Regions from separate parts of the Zea mays genome. Here region 1 is linked to region 2. The links are chromatin contacts, called in public Hi-C maps. All regions are on one chromosome and are shown on one strand. The core of a region is the stretch at or near the end of the contact, and the rest is flanking DNA. Distances in the headings are between cores, read along the strand shown.

Region 1 (3,029 bases), core at 388-2,887, 320 kb before region 2:
TCGCTCAGTTCCGATGTACGGGGCCCCTGCGTGGGAAGGTCGGGTCACTATTGCGATTACTGCTCAAATTTGTTGGGTCGTCTGGGCTTGCGCCGACCCGGCCTTGTGCTGATCCGTCCCACTAGTCATTCCTCCCAGGCCCACTAGGGGATGACCTTACGAATTATGGGGCCCTTGGGCCTTTCGTGAGGTCTTTCATCCTTCTAGTGGACCCGGGGGATATCTGTCCCCCACACCCAAGGCTGACCTCGGGCGGGAGTGCAGGAACACTCCGTGATGCGCAAGCGGGTCATAAACATCGACACTTGTAGATCCTAATAGTTCTATTGTCTACCAATGACATTCCACCCTAATGTCCAAACACACAAGGAGGAGAGATGAGTAGGTGCACAGCTTCCAAACCCATTTGCGACCCCCGACAACCATTACGAGCGTCGTCCACCAAGGTCCCAAAGGTATGGTCCTCATATTATGGGTAGGTTTGGTTCGGTTTTTTGCTGACTAACTTTTTCTGATAATCTGGCTGTGGAGAGAATCTGAGTATCATGAGGATTACTTGTAAAGTAAGATGAAGTGGTCCATAGGGTTTAGAATTTAGAAAGGGATGGATTTCTTCTATCGTGACAACTCGACCAATTTTGTGTTCATGTTGATTTTGAACGGTTTTTACCAAAACAATTCTTGTAGAAGCGGGCTAAAAAGTTGGGGTGTTTGATAATACGCAGCATCTTTTGGTGGGCAGAAGCTGGAAAAAGCTGAAACAAACATGACATCTCTCCCTCCTCTACCTCACTAGCACACAAATTATGCGCCTAACCTATACAGATTGATAGTCGGCTCATTCCTAAGGTCAAAAAGATCTATGAGTAGGGGTGGTAATGGACTCTAAATTTTACACTATAAAATTTTACACTATAAAATTTATTTTTGAACTAAAATTAGTTAAGTGCCTAACTTATTGTGAAGAGATATTTAGATCGTGATTCATTAACACCACTCCGTACGAGGAATCATGAGGGAAATATTTGACTCTAGTTTGAGGCCTACTATTGCAACATTGGTTCAAGAATTACAGTGGCCAAATAAAAAATGCATCGTTGTCTTAACTTGTCTGTCACTCTGTGAAATTACGGTACAGAAAAGAAATATGTTTTGCTTTTTTGATTTTTTTCATCTACTCTGAGGGAAAAAAGCAAAAGCGGTAAAAAAACAAAACGATATGTATATTTCTTCTAGTCGAATTTTGAATTGCCCATGTGCTTTTGATATGATTATTTTCTCCTTTGACTCAAGAGATCCAAAATTCATCATATGCCGCTTAACCAGTAAACAAGTTCTTTATCCGATTATACGATTTATGATTATGAAAATAATAAAATGAAAATGTTAAGAAAACACGGAAGTGAAACCGAAGATTGTGTTTTTTTTCCTTCCAACCATACTTCATCTAATCGTTTTTCACAATTGGGCTCATATTTTTTAGTTCATATTTATTTTCGCTGAAACACAACCCAACCCACCCACAAGGCCCAACTGGCGCGCCAACCGGTCAGACCAGCGGACCGGCGTCTGCGTCGCTAGCAGCTGCGGACTGCGGCTGCGGTTGATGGGCCAGTCGGCCCAACCACGCGTACCCCTTCGCCTTCCTCAGCGCGTCCTCGTCCGGCTTCCTCCGCTCGATGCAGCAGCAGCGACTGCAGGCGGCGCTCGACAGAAAACAACACGGCTGCGACCGGATCTCACCGGAAAAGTTGAGGAGTGGAGGGTCTTAGCTGCCGGAGTTGGGTAATACCTCCCTATATCCCCTATTGGTAGGTCCGCCGCTGCTCCAACCTCCAGGTCCAGGCACCAGGTCGCTCCTCCCTTCTCTTCCCGTCGGGTTCTTGTCCATCGTAGATAGCCTCTCCTTCGCCGAGGTCACCAGTTCCTCCTCGTGTCCTTCTCGCTAGTCGCTACAGTCCTCCTACTCTGCTTGGCTCGAGTGGAATGGGGATCCATCCTGACCTGAGTGGTTTCTTCTTTGCTTGGTAAGGAACCCTTGCTTTCTTGGATGGATCTTTGTTCTGCGGATTGTCTAAATCTCAATTTTCTTCTTCCTCCACGCAGGTAGTCGCGCATATTTGGTAGCCGCGTCCGCGTGACGTCGTCGGTGCTTGGGTCCATTCAGACATTGTTCTTATTTGATCAGTACCCCTATTTAGCGCCTGCAAGATCGAGATCGATCTTACTTGACTCCATAAGATGTATTGGGGATTTGGAGTGCCTTGTACTCCAACTTAAGACTGGGAGTGAACCCGCATACCCCAAGCCCGCCCTTCCACCGAACTGAACTAGACATCCTCAAGCGTCATCAATTCTAATGGATGATGCAGCAGAAAATATTCTTGCATCACTTGGCCGTGTGCATCTCGTTGATCTAATGGCCTCTGAGGGCCTTCCTTCTGACAGCTATAAGATGTGTGTGTCGACTCTGATGCAGTCACTCGCTCAATATTCGGCAGCCATCATTCAGCTGTCACCAGCTGATGGTGCCTTGTTGAGGTCAGGTTTGGACTCGGCTCGCTTTTTCTTCCACCAGCGAGGGTATAATTCAAATGAGGCTGTACACTCGGATGATTCCCGTGAATGGTGCAAGACCTCTGGTTACTATGTTGATTCTCAGATGTGTCTGGAAATGTATGATTACAGGCCTGGTATTACTGCAACTGATCCCAGCGGTGAAATGGAATTACCTCCATCAGGTTTGCCTGACATATTTTCGGTGCTGGGTAAAGTTTCTCGAGATATATTGGACGCAATCAGTTTCTCATTGAATTTACGTAGCTGTGCATTTACTGAGATACTCGACAACATACCCTTGAGAAGCCAGGAAGTATCATCTTCTGTTCTTTCAGCATGTTGTCATTCAAGGCCATCGCTTGAAGGAGGACATCAGCATAGCATTGCTTCTCAAGATAATGGTCACTTGCTCATGTTTTCTGAGCAGGAGCAACAGATTGATAAGACTTTGCTTACCCTAGTTAAGTCAG
Region 2 (2,824 bases), core at 131-2,630:
AATAACACACACATATATATAGATCCTTTGCAAGACAGAATTATACTAATATAATATAGGGTATTGTGCACATATACTTGGATAAGATACCAAATTAAGGTGTTGTTGCAAGTAGTATATGAAGAGTGCATTTTTTTTGTTGTTGGAGAAACTTTGTGTGTGCCTCTGCATAAATTGACAAAATTCAACAACGTTCCTTGCACAGTGCATTTCTTGCTGCTAGGGCTGCACTAAAAGGCTGAAACGTATATGGTGTTGCTGCCAGCTGGTAACTGAGACTTGTTCCTCTTGCATGAGTTGAGTGCGCGCAGAAGTGTGATTTCTGCTGCAGCAGTTCGTTACTAGATTGCTTGCAAATTAAAGATAAAATTTCAGATGAGCTAGCTTATGGACGACCACACGGAGAAGAAACCAACAAATAATAATGAGTGTGTGTAAGTAATCAAGATAAAGTTTCAGATAACCGACCGCGGTGAATCACACTAGCTCACCAGTTCGCCGGGAACAAGAGAGAGTGAGAGACGGCAAGAAGTATTGCCGTAAGTACCGGTTGCCGAGGATGCGGAATACCACTATGATCCAGTTTAAATTTTACAAACCCACCCAATCAAATCACCCGCATCAATAACTTTTATTAAATCCATTAGACAAATTGCACTTATACTTAACACAACATCAAAATCAATAATTCAAATCGCTAGATAACTCTTTTATCTCGTTCACTCAAATCCAATGTACAATATTATTTAAATCATTTCTCATCCCTCATCCCCCACTACCCCCATTCGAAGTCCCAGCCTTCCCCTCCCTCTACCCCCGCGTCCCCTCACTCGTGTCACCACCGTAGCTGTCGACCCTTTCTCTCTGCTGTTGTTGAATTATAGCGTTAGTACGAGTCATATGCTAGTCAGCTAGTTCTGGGAAAAAGAAAATAAACAAGCGATTAGTATAAAAAATATTTTCCTTTTTTGATAGTATGTTCTATATCTAAATTATACAACTATCATATTTTAAATAGCAAATATGATAAATTTAGTTGACGATATAAATATTAACACTATTCAATATAATTTTGGTTAAACTTTAGTTAGTTTGGCTGATACAGATCTTATATTTATATTTATTTAGATGTAAAGGAGTACAACACAACGCCCCTGTTTATTTAAAAGAACACTAAAAACGATGCTGAGGAAATTGCAAACCAAATGAAGTTGCGAATGCCAAATTGGGGCAACATGTATTTAGCACAATGGGCTTCTTGCTCTCCGGCCTGCACCACACCCTCGTTGGACCTACGCAACTGGCGGCCCACACAGGCTAGAGCAACGAAGTCCAACAGATAGGAAGGTCCCTCTCCGGCCACAACTCACAAGTCCCCACAGCACTCTCCCCGACCTTGCCGTCCAGTCGTCCACCCCACCGCCGCAGCCTCGCCCCGAGGAGACAGGAGAACAGCAGGATGCCGGCGACGCCGACGATCATCGGCGCCCTCCTGGGACTGGGCACTCAGATGTACTCCAACGCCCTCCGCAAGCTTCCCTACATGCGCCGTATATCCCTTTCTCCCCTTCCCTTTCTCCTATTCCCCTGTTCATTTCTCCGTTTCTTGATCACGCATTGCGTCCCGCGCTCCGTGAGTCGTCCTGGCGCCCCATTTCCGTCTGATCTGCGATATTTCCACCTGCCCTCGTGGTGTTTCGTCTGGTCTGGGCGCCTTCCTTGGTCTTTGGGATCCTAGATGCGATATGGTTCTTGTTTTTTGGGGTTGAAGTCCATTTCTTCGTGATTTAGGAGGCAATACTGCCGAAGAGATACCCCTTTGGTCCCTATTCCACCCTACCATTCATGATTTCAGTATGTGCTTTGTACCAGTCTCCTTTTAGATATGATGATTCATTCTCACGTGCTTATTGTGTCTAAATTGTTATAGATCCTTGGGAGCATGTGTTGGGGATGGGTCTCGGTGCAGTATTTGTGAACCAGCTGGTAAAATTTGACGAGAAGCTCAAGGAGGACCTCGACAAGATGCTTGAGCGCGCCAGGCTAGCCAACGAGCAACGCTACATTGGTACAGTGCTAACTTGCTTATGGCATCTTAACAACAGCAAAGACTTTGCCCAAGTTAGAAGTCTACATCGGATATATCCAAACAATCTCAATTGGTGTTGGACAAACTTTTTTTCAATTGGTGCTACCTGTACTCATGTATATCATCGTTTGAAGCCACAAATTAAGGGTTTATACACGTCGATAGCTGTTCTCTATTCATTTCTGTTCAGAGTTAGATCTTTAGTATATTCCATCTTTTCTAGTCTCCTCTTTCCATATTAACTTCGGTCTTCTCCTATCTCTCTTCCTATTACTATCATGTATTAGTATCCCACTATATATTGGTGTCTCTGGAGGTCTACATCGGATATATTCAAACAATCTCAATTGATGTTGTACAATCTTTTTTTTTCAATTTGGTGCTACCTGTACCCATGTATATCATCATTTCGGACTCGATCCCTTCTTATATAGCCACAAATCCAACATAATATACACATTTCCGCAACACTTATTATCTGTTGAACGTTGAACATGATGCCTTTTTAGCCTAATATCCTGCACCATGCAATGTAACAGGTCTAATTGCTGTCATATAAAAGTTTCCTTTTAGTTTGCGTGATATGCTCTGGTTGCATAGACGCCAAATGTTTGGTGCCACTTCCTCCATCATGCTTTGTTTTATGGCTAACATCTAATCAATACCCCTATCTCTCTATCTCTCCGTAGCATTGATCCTAAATAACGGAAGTTATCCTCCTTGGGCATTTCTTGA

What was found. Hi-C and Micro-C count contacts between places; a contact is called where the count stands out from the background.
Region 1: a contact with region 2 is called in a Hi-C map of tassel, with 2.2 times the contacts expected there. The contact joins the promoter of LOC100193732 here to the promoter of LOC100276162 in region 2. A contact is called at or near these places in 2 of 25 Hi-C or Micro-C datasets (leaf and tassel).

Annotation. Positions count from the first base shown.
Region 1 is chr2:207,848,658-207,851,686 of Zm-B73-REFERENCE-NAM-5.0, reverse strand. It overlaps LOC100193732 (2-oxoglutarate (2OG) and Fe(II)-dependent oxygenase superfamily protein), which reads left to right and starts at 1,637. Exons shown (of 4, transcript NM_001138820.2): 1 at 1,637-2,027; 2 at 2,107-3,029. The coding sequence starts at 2,360.
Region 2 is chr2:207,533,011-207,535,834 of Zm-B73-REFERENCE-NAM-5.0, reverse strand. LOC100276162 reads left to right here and starts at 1,380. Exons shown (of 3, transcript NM_001360977.1): 1 at 1,380-1,550; 2 at 1,931-2,068. The coding sequence starts at 1,460.